2 separate regions of the Sus scrofa genome follow, and region 1 is linked to region 2. Evidence: chromatin contacts called from public Hi-C data. All regions are on one chromosome and are shown on one strand. Each heading gives the region's core, a stretch centred on a gene start, on an enhancer-like site or on the middle of the called end of the contact. The rest is flanking DNA. Distances are from core to core; before and after follow the strand shown. Region 1 overlaps WDR17 (WD repeat-containing protein 17). Region 2 holds the start of WDR17 (WD repeat-containing protein 17).

Region 1 (5,205 bases), core at 1,022-3,521, 79 kb after region 2:
AATCTGGGATTATACTCAAGATGCTTGCATAAATATTCTGAGTGGACACACTGCACCTGTGAGGGGATTGATGTGGAACACTGAGATCCCATATCTGTTAGTATCTGGCAGCTGGGACTATACTATAAAAGTGTGGGACACTCGAGAAGGAGCTTGTTTGGATACTGTGTATGATCATGGTGCAGATGTATATGGTAAAGTGCTTTTGAGTACTTTTAAATTTCGCTATGTTAACATTTATAATTTCTGAGCAATACAGTATTTTTTTGAAGTCTTATAGTGTTTCACTTTAAAATAACGTTCTTCTTATTGGAAAGCATAATGCTTAGTGTTTAAATATCAGAATTCACAGAAGATGATAGAAAATGTCATCAGAAACTATCAGAAGATAACTATTGTTAATGTTGTGGTGTCTTTCTGTCTCTACAGAGAAATACACGCACATACCCATGTTTGGCTTGGTTTTCTCCCTTACCTTACCATCACCCCAAAGAGAACTTATAAAAGAGTAAATCAGCAATAACTTAGATATGACTTTAGTCATTTCTCTACCTCTGTTCTTGGATATTTAGGGTAATGTTTGTTTTTTAACGTTGAATAAAGTTTTTTCAATATAATTGAATTGGAGGAGTTCCCTAGTGGCTCAGGAGGTTAAGGATGAGCTGTTGTCACTGCTGTGACTAGGGTCACTGCCGGGGCTCAGGTTCATCCCTGGCCCTGGGAACTTGTGCATTCCACAGGCACAGCCAAAAACAAAAAAATACAAAACAAAACAAAAAAAACTAACAAACAAACAAAAAAAAAACTGAGTTGGAAATGAAAAACCAGATTTCTTATCTTTGCATATTGCTTTACTCTCATTTGTAGCACCCAAACTTTGATAGGATTAAGTAGATGAGTTAAGAATGCAGAAATGATTATTTTGAGCAAGTAACCCTAATCATTTGTATCCATATGCTTTACCCCAGTGACATTTTAGTCAGTATAGTGTGGGCCCTGGTATGGGACAAAATCCCTTTTTTGGGCATTCAAAAATGAAAGGTCCTCAAGTCTTTATCTTGTGAGAATAATGCCCATTCATCTTTCTATTAACCCACAGATTACTGAGTATTCCATTAGTATTACAGTCTGGTGCTGGTAAACCAAATGAAATTTAGTTTCCACATTTTCATCCAGGACCATCTGCTTTCTAATAATCATTAGACCTTGTATTCATATCTACCGAATATGGTAAAAAAAAAATTTTTTTACATTCTTGTATTATTTTCAGACAAGATAAAAATGTTATTGGAGTTCCCGCAGTGGCACATGGGGATCCGCCGCATCTTGGGATCGCTGGGACCCGGGTCTGATCCCCAGGCCCGGCACAGTGGGTTAAAGATCTGGTGTTGTGGCAGATTCGGGGCTCGGATCTGAAGCCTTGCCCAGGAGGTCCATATATATGACTTGAGGTGGCCAAAAATGAAAAAAAAAAAAAAAAAAAGTGTTATTTAAAACATTTCTTCATAACTTCAATAATAAAGTTATGTGGAAATGTTACGAGGTGATATAAATAAAAACTATGTTTCAGTGCTTACTTGAGTAAATGGCTCTATTTCTTCCATCAGGTTTAACGTGCCATCCAAGCCGCCCCTTCACTATGGCCTCTTGCTCCCGTGACTCTACAGTGAGACTCTGGTCATTAACACCTCTAATCACCCCTTTACAAATAAATATTCTGGCCGACAGATCTTGGGAAGAAATTATCGGGAACACGGGTACTGAAACTCTTGCATGTATTAGATTTTCTGTATAAATGCTATTTTGTAAGCTCTCTTTTGTTGCTGAGTTCCGTCTCTCCTCCAGATGGCGCTATAGAACACGGCACGCCTCCCCTGCTGTGTGGCAAAGTGTCAAGAGATATTAAACAGGAAGTAGAGAAACTGACGGGTAATCCTCGCATGAAAAAACTAAGATGGTTTTCAGAATTCTTATCAGTAAGTATTATAAGGAACCAAATGGAAAAATTTCCCCTTCAGCCGAAGCGAATTATTACAACTTTTTGTCATTATCACACATTTACATGTGTCATCCCACTGAAAGAAAGCAAATGGAACCCAGAAGCAAAAAAAGATAAAGTATAGTTCTTAGTTTGTTAATTTATGGATTTAGATGTGACTGCATTATGTTTTTGAAGACGCAAAATGCTGTGGGGTTTTAATTCCTTATTGTATCTTTGCATGTTCTGTATCAATGTTTAGCCTCCAGGGGGCAGTGACAATTTGTGGAACTTAGTTGCTGTGATCACAGGGCAAGATGACAGCTTACTTCCTCAGAACTACTCTAAAGGAATAATGCATTTGAAACATCTCGTTAAATTCAGAACAGTAAGTATAGTATGCAAATGTGATGTACTCAAGTATTTTTTTTGCCATTTCACTATTAAAATATGAAAATGATTTTTAAAATAAATAATTAGAGTTAGTAGACTGAAATAAGTGAATATTGAGGAGATCAATCTTGAGTGATCATGACAGTACAAATTATTTGGAAACAGACTGAGGCAGCCATGGTTTTCATAGCTTGAATCTCATGAAATTTTCTAAAACACTTGAAATACTTTGCTTTACACTGTTAGCAGATGATTGTACGTATGGACTAATCTGATTTTTGCCCCATAGATCTACTAGGATTTATTTTGGGATATATTTTTATTAAAACCGATTATATTCCAGCTCTTAAGAGTTTGAATTTCAATACAAAACTATTACTTAGTTACCTTATGCATGAAGTGATATGCAATACTGCAATGCCAGCAACAAACCAGTTCTGGAACGGGAAAGAAGAAAAGGCTTTTTTTTTTTTTTTTTCTTTTCAGTAAAATGCCAGTGGGTAATTAGTTGTTGGGTCATGGAGAGAATTGTGCCAGGGATGTGGATCTGATGCTGATAAGAAACAGTTATTTTCATTAAGTACTTTGATCACAAACTAAACATGTAATAACTGTAATGGTTATCTGCTGAACGAATAGAAGCCAATTAGAGTGAGCCAGTAACTTTTAATTTTTATTAAAAGCCTTTATATATTTTTTCACGAGTTATATATCACTTTATCACTCACTACCTTTTGGCCTCTGGACTTCTGGTGAGTTTTAAGAAAAATGAAATTTAGCTTCTTCCCACCCACACCAGACACATCTAGGCTCTTCTCTCCACCACTCCAAAATATTGTGTTTAAAGAGGCACTGTATTTTATAGAGAAAAAGCATTGGTTTAAAAAAATATTCAATTTACAGTGCTCTGTGCTTATAAAATATGTGTCTGTATGGTGCTTTTATAATCACCAGCTATTGTACAATAAAATTTAGAAAATTTCATTTTCTTTTTAACCAGTCTGAAGCACAAGAACTAACCACAGTCAAGATGTCTAAATTTGGTGGTGGCATTGGTGTCCCTACTAAAGAGGAAAGACTGAAGGAAGCTGCCGAAATATACTTGAGATTAGGACAGATTCAGAGATATTGTGAACTGATGGTTGAACTTGGAGAGGTAATGGGCTATTAGAGCAAAATTCATGAATTTAACACAGTATTCTAAGTCTTAGTTACATATGAAATATCAAGCCCATCTTTTTCCAGTTCTGGTTGGTTCTCCACCAATCTGATATCATATGTATGCCTCAGAACAGTGTTTATCGAAGTGAGATCCCCCAGATCACAGCATCAGCAAAGCCCAGGAACTCCTAGACATGCATTTCCAACCCAAACCAACAGAATCAGGAGCCTGGGGGATGGAGCCCAACCATGGGTACTTCTTGAAGCCGCTTCCCCCCTTTCCCCCGCCCTGCCCCTGCTCAGCTTTATCTTCACACAAGCTACCCTTTGAGAACCACTGCCCTAGGCTGGAGTCCTTGATTTCTGGCTCATTTTCTCTCAGTGGACTCCCCTCGCTATTATGACTATTTGTCATAATTCATTCCCACAATGCCCTGAGGAAGAAGGGTCTCTCCTTTGAGGATCAGCTGTTAAGGGATGCTCACCAGGCATTGACCTCCTGATCTTCACAGAGAACTGAATCAGCAAAATGGAGTTTTCCCCTTTAGGATGAATCCATTCCCATTATCATTCAAGATGGTGGTTGGTGGCTGAAATAGAGCAAAAGAGAGGAGGGGCTTCTATTTCTTGATCTGGGAGCTGGTTATGAGACTATTCAGTTTGTGAAAATTGATTAAGCTTTTCATTTTTTCTGCATGTGTATTTTAGTTCAGCAGAAATTCTACTACCTGTCCAAAAAAAAAAAAAAAAGAAAGTCATGGACTCATTTCATGGTTGATAATTTTTTAAAAGCTCTAGGTTAATTAATTTTATAATTACAAAGCATGATATTAAGAATACTTATGACTAATATAAAGTAAAACTAAGCAGTAACATTGCATTGAAATATAACAAAATTAAATTTAACTCATTTTTGTCTTTCCCCATTTATTAGAGACAAACAATGAATTACTGCTTGACTAAAATAATAAAGTGTGCCATTTTAAAATGTCATTGAAAAGGGATTGCAGACTAAATATGTATTTAAGTTAGGAGCAATGTAAAAATTTTACTTATGAAGAAATAAAGGTCTGACTTAAAAGTTACCTTTTTAATAGGACACTGCTAGAAAGAATATCTATCAAAAGTGAAGGAAAAATAAATAGATAAATTTTGTAGGGCAGTGTAATTCTTTATCTTTCTGAGTTCTGTATATATAATTTTAAACTATTTGATTTCAATTTAATTAAAGATGATTTAATCAGACATCCTCTTATGGAGCTGATAACTCTGTTACACAGTTTCATCAGTGGACATATGATCAAAAAAACTGTGCGTATACAATTCTTTAGAAACATGAGTGTCACAATTGTTCGTGACCATCTCCTTATAAATAGTTTCTATTTCTATAAAATTAATAGTATGAGATTAGGAAAACATTTAATCTTTTCTTACAGCATATGTTTTTATTTGAAGAGCTTGGTGGTTACAAACTTAATTTAATCTATAGTCCAACTTCTTTCTTCCATTCGTCCCTACCATAATAAAGATGAATTTCCCCTAAAAAAATATGATTATAAGTAATATAGTATTAAAAACTTCCTACTGAATACTTAACCTGTTATTTTCAAACTACCATTTTTCTAGCCTTACTTGCAGCAGAACTCTCCTGTTTTAGCCTTAATTAAAATAAA
Region 2 (6,021 bases), core at 1,880-4,379:
ACCAACATCCAATGCTCTCACTGACATGTGGAATCTGAGAAAAGGACAGACTGAACTTCTTTGCAGAACAGATGCTGACTCATAGACATTGAAAAATTTATGGTCTCCGGAGGAGGCAGTTTGGGGGGTGGGGGGATGTGCTTGGGCTGTGGGATGGAAATCCTGTGAAATCAGATTGTTATGATCATTATACGACTACAGATGTGATAAATTCATTTGAGTAATAAAAAAAGTAAAAAAAAAACACATTTTCTCTATCATTTTCTTAAGTTTACAGCAAGGACTGGCAAATAACCTATATAGGTCAAATTCAGTTGGCCCCCTTTATTTTTATAAATAAAGTTTTTTTGGGACACAGCCACACCTCTCCTTTCATGCTTTGTCTAATAACTGCTTTCAAACTATAACAGTAGAATTAAGTAGTGAGATGAAGGCTGCATGGTTTGCAAAGCCTAAAATATTTACTACCTGGCTTTTTCCAAGAACAGTTTTGAAACTCCATAAATAAACCAGCACTTACCAATAGAACTTTCTGTGACAATGAAAATGAAAATAAAGCTATTCTTTATCTGTGCTGTTTAATACAGAAGCCACTTAACCACACTGACTACTGAGCACTTGAAATGTGGCTATTGTAACTAAGGAACTAAACTTTTCATTCTTTTTAATTTTAATTAAAAACAAAAACACATTTTGCTAGTAGCTACTTTGTTACACAGAATAGGTCTAAACAGTTAAGAAAATCATGAATCATGCCCTGATTTGCAGCGTTTGCTGATTTGGGGGTTGTAAATACACCCACTTTGGCCAATGTCAAGCCTCCAACATCATAGCATAGAATGACAAGTTGGGAAGAAATATACGATATTATATAGTATTTCAATAATGGAGACTTAGACATAAATAGACCTAATAGACATAAATAACTCAAGAGCATAGATACAAATAAAATACTAAAAATAGTAAGTGATGAGTTATATTTACTACTTTGTTTTTAATATCATTTTAAAATTATAAGTTTATATCATTTAATTTTAACAGGAACTGTGTTTAACAGAGGGTTGCTGAAACCCTGAAAAGTTTGACAGCTATCTCTCTCAAGCCAGTGCAATCTGGCTTCAGCCAGTGTATCTATACCACATACAGTAAGTTTTAAAGTATTTACTTCTCTACATATTTACCGCACCTCAGTTTTATCAGGTTTTTTTTGTTTGTTTGTTTGTGGTTTTTTTTTTTTTTTTTTTTTTTTGGTCAGGCTTATTTCTGTTCTCTTACCATTTTTACATTAAAATTAGTGTGAAAAGGCTAATTTTAAAATTAATAAGAAAAGGCCACTTAACGTGAATCTCAAGCCCTTCTGGGTCAATTTTTCTAAAATTTAGCTTAATAAGTTCTTCTTAGTTGCTTTTTTAAATTTAGAATAGCCACTGAAAAATGCACTTGTCACATTAAATGGTCTTGAACACCTTTTGCGAAGCCACTGCAGTCATAGGATCGTCTAGCCTTGAAGATGAACTCACTGCAGTTAACTGATTCCCCCAGTTGCTCTGCTTTTAGATTTAATCATTAAGAACTCTATGTACTCTAAGTGTTAGGAGCTAATGATGGCCCTGAAACTGGCTGTCAGCCTGGGTGACTGACAGCATTTTTGTTTATGAAATGAGAGCATCACATTAAATATTTGTTGAATAAAAGAATGAAAATGACAGTAAAAAGATCTTTTCCTTAGAAATCAGGTTATACTATTTCTTTAGGTTCTGGATCTAACCACATATGTGATAGTTTTTTTTATTTTTATTTTTATTTTTTTTTTGCTTTTTAGGGCTGCACCCAAGGAATATGGAAGTTCCCAGGCTAGGGGTTGGAATCTGAGCTACAGCTCTCCGCCTATGCCACAGCCTCATTAAGGCGAGATCTGAGCCGCAACTGCGACCTACACCACAATTCAAGGCAACACTGGATCCCCACCCACTGAAGGAGGCCAGAGATCCAACCCACCTCCTCATGGATAATAGTCAGATTCATTTCCGCTGGGCCACAATGGGAACTCCCCACATGTGATAGTTTAAACCTCCCTTTCCAAACAAGTGAACCAAATCACAGCAAAGGGAAAAGAGAACTGAATTGGGAGTTTGGGATCATGGCATCAATTCTGCTACTGAAATAGCTATATGTCCTTGACAAATTCTGTAGCTTTCCAAGCTAAAAGATCTTCATCTTTAAATCATGAATGTACAACCAGACAATTTCTGATGTTTCATTTGGCTTTATGATTCTTAACTGGAGAGCTGGAACAAATTAGACATAAAAAACCTTCTTTATCCAACCAATGGACACTCTTGTCTTTAACAACTTTTTCTCTTCATGTATACTGTTGACACTGTACCAAGCAAACATTTGTCATAAATGAAAATGATGGCCTATTTTCCCAGAAATATTTCTTTTGATCTCCCCTCTTAATCATTTTTATTTCTATCACCTTAATTCTGACCATTAGCATCTTTTCCATGAACGACTGAATTCTCTCTAATTGATCATGCTTTTCATTTCTCTGTACCGTTATGTACCTCCAACATTTCCAAGTTATCTTTTCTCAAGAGAAAGTTCTGGTTTTAGAGGTTAAGGTCTAACCTAAGGAAGAACAGAACAGACAGCATTCCGTACTCACATTTCAGGCAATGGTTCAAGATTAGTGAACCCTAGACTCTGAAGGAGGCTCAACTCTCTGCCTCAGGCTCCTCAAGAAGGAGATGTTGTGATTTATTTATTGTATACATGACTCACTTTCCTAGAAAGGGCAGACGCGGTAGGTGGAACATGTTAGACAGTGGTTCACTGTTTTTTCCTCCACTTTCTGCTTCGCTGTAAACTCTGTGGAAGCCTAGCCCAGGGCCTGAGAACCACATCCTCGGCGCAGATTCCTGGTTGCCAGGTAACCACCTCCTGGAGGCGTGAGGGGTCTCCAGGGGTTGCCAGCCGCTTCCGCCTCTCTCCAGCGCTCCAATCAGCGGCCAGCGTAGCTGTCACGTGAACCCCGGGGCGGGACCCGGAAAGCCGCGGGCTGGGTCCTGCCACAGAGCCATCATCCCCGCCCTTAGAACCCCCGGCCGGGCCGCCCCGCCCTGGAGCCCGCGGCGCAGGAGGGGAGGGCGGGGCGGGGCGGGTCCACAGGCCGAGCTCGCGCATCTGCCGCGCCCGCTTCAGCACCTTCTGCTGTCCGCTGCAGTGGTCGACTCCTCCAGGTAAGCACCGCGGAGGGCGGGTCGTGGTAGCCCGGCGGGCGCGCTGGAATAGGGTGATCTTCGAACCTAGTGGCGTCGCGTGGGGGTTCCAACCTCCTCAGCAAGGGTCGCAGGTCCTCGGGGCTTTGCGCGCGATGGTGCCTGATGCGGGAATCCCTTGAGAGTCAGTCACACACCTGATCGCTACAGGGCACAGCAGGCAAGCCTTTACACATCTGAACTGACACTCGAGTGTCACCCACGATCATGACGAAAGGCACAGTTTTCTTTATGTTTTTAAGCTTATTCATTACAAGTACGTCTAGAGTCTAGATCGTCATTCTTATACCTGTGCCCGCAGGGCACCTCCCCAGGTAGGATCCCCTACCCCTTTGAAAGTGGTCTTCTTATTCAGGTTGTGCCAAGAAACTTTTGAGTAAAAGAAAATATGCTCCAGAAAAAAAGACAGTATTGAATGTCAGAGGCACAGTACGCGTGAAGTAAATCATAAAAAAAAACCTTTCCTATTTTTCAAAAACTAATAAATCCAGACTTTTTGCATGCAGTATTAAAAGGAGCAAATCTTTGAACTGACTTTTTCTATATTAATTAAAAGCAGTTGATTTGAATGAAGTTTAGTGATAACTTTATCATATATCAAAAATAAATCACACTTGTTTTTGTAACTTCCGTATGTGTATTTACTTATTTATTTGTTTGTGTCTCTAACAGTGATTTGAAGAGAAGTATTAGATATCTGAATCTTTCATTGGCTGAGTATTTCAGATATGCCCTTCAGAGAAAATCATTCCCCTACCACTTTGTATAACCGGAGTTACAAGTCCTTGAACATTTAAAATAACCTTAAGTAAAGAAAAAAAGGTTTTCCTTTAGGTTTTGTTTCTCTACAGAGTAAATGCTTTGGGGAATTTCTAAGATTCTCTTCAGGTATCCAGATCTAATTTCTTATTCACAAATCTCCAAGGAATAGTCTCATCAACAGTCAGAGAACAATTTTCATGTGATTATCACTGAGCACAGCATGGTCTTGGATGGGGAGCTGATGATTCAGGGCTTGTGATTACAGCCTCTATAGCAAAAGCACCCTTTCACATCCTTTTGATTCTGCCTCACTGGCCTAGGTGTGCAAGAAAGTGGCATAGTTATAGCTTTCCTGTGTGAAGGCAGAGATCTGAGAAAGTGATCTGTCTTTCCTGTTCTATGATCTAAAATTAAATATAGTAATTAAATGCAAGTGAAAAATTGTCAGTTAATTCAACAAAATTTTGGGAAACATGCTTTAGTGGATTGGTTAGAGATGAATGTTACAATTGCTAGTTTTAGGTCATTGTGTTAAGAGTTCCTGGGAAGTTTTCTAAATGGGAATAAACCAACAGCCTGTTTCAAAGGCCACATGTGGAAAGAAAACTCATATATTAAGAGAAATAAGTGTAAACTTACTCTATATTAAAATGGCTAGTTGAAATTTATTATTTATATTGATTTGGTCTTTCTCAGGGTTGCTATTAATAGGTATACTTAACTATAAGTATCTGAAAAAATATTAGATGTATTTACTTAAGTGTTTAATAATTCTTCATTCTTTCAGTTTTCATAATTAAATATTGCTGTACTAAAAAATTTTATTACCCACTAGCTGCATAATAATTCTATATATTAGAAAGCTACAATTGATTCAGTGTAGAAAATAATTTTTAAATTCCTCTGCTCCTAGTAAAGTGACCACTAGGGGCTAGAGTGTTTTTGTTGTTGCTTTCTATAGACTCTATCTTGGAACCCCTAGCCTGTGCATAGGTGAGGCAAGGGGCAGTTTTTATATTAGAGAAGAGTTTTATTTTCATTCATTCGTTTGTTTATTTTGTCCTGAAAGAACATGGAAGTCCAACAGGAGTTCTTCGATTGTCACTGTCAATAAAATATGTGCAGTTCTCCAGACTACCTTATTTTATTTCCCTAAACTCTATAATGAATACTAAAATGAAATTCAGACAGTTTTGAAGGAGTCACATTTCCTTCCTGTAGTCCAGAATTTATTCGAGTCAGATATAATATACAAGAACGGTAATGGTTTGCCAGATTACCGAATAACATGTTTTACCCAGCCATTCATGGTAATTATGTGCATACAAACATTACTGCTACTTTTTGCAGTTGCTGAATTATCTGATCTTATATTGTGTATATGTAGTCCATTTAGCAGGTTGAAGTATTAAAGTGTGTAGCTTTCTATGTGTCTTCAGGAACAGAGATCTTATTGAGAATATTTAATTCATTGTACTAGGACATTGGGAGGGATTTCAGCACCCTCCCCCCCTTTTTTTTCTTGTGAGAATCATGTATTAGAATAAGAGTGGCTGGCATTTTTCAACATCCAAGACCATACATACCTCATTCTGTGATAATCACCTGGAGATTTTTCATTGTTGTTGAGACTATTCCTTGGAGATTGCTGAGCAAGAAATTAGATGTGGATACCTGGAGAGAATCTTAGAAATTCCCCAAAGAATTTACTCTGCAGAGAACAAATCCTAAAGGAAAACCTTTCTCATGCTTAAGTTTACTTAAATGTTCAAGAAGGACTTATAACTTCTTATAAGAATTACTAGGGAAATATTATAAAAATTGCTAGAGAAATATTATAAAATGATCAGCTTTGACCAAGACTTTGTATATCGAAAGAAAAAGAGAGTCCCATCGTGATTGACTAGAAAAATTTCTAAAGTTCTCATGGTAAAACGTGGGGTGTCATATGAGGAGACAAAATTCAGCTTGTTCTCAC

Evidence for each region. Hi-C and Micro-C count contacts between places; a contact is called where the count stands out from the background.
Region 1: a Hi-C map of skeletal muscle shows a contact between it and region 2, with 3 times the contacts expected there. The contact joins the enhancer-like site here to the promoter of WDR17 in region 2. A contact is called at or near these places in 10 of 47 Hi-C or Micro-C datasets (embryonic fibroblasts, epiblast stem cells, fetal heart ventricle and 6 more).

What each region holds. Positions count from the first base shown.
Region 1 is chr15:38,666,625-38,671,829 of Sscrofa11.1, forward strand. It overlaps WDR17 (WD repeat-containing protein 17), which reads left to right. Exons shown (of 31, transcript XM_021075880.1): 15 at 1-194; 16 at 1,608-1,757; 17 at 1,846-1,976; 18 at 2,241-2,366; 19 at 3,372-3,527. Among named protein-coding and RNA genes, the nearest start is that of SPATA4, 37 kb to the right of the region's middle. Within about 2 kb of position 2,272, at least 17 of the 83 cell types and tissues checked have an H3K27ac peak or open chromatin away from gene starts, as enhancers often do. A contact at or near this core is called in embryonic fibroblasts, liver and skeletal muscle, where this site is marked.
Region 2 is chr15:38,586,459-38,592,479 of Sscrofa11.1, forward strand. WDR17 (WD repeat-containing protein 17) reads left to right here and starts at 3,130. Exons shown (of 31, transcript XM_021075880.1): 1 at 3,130-3,242.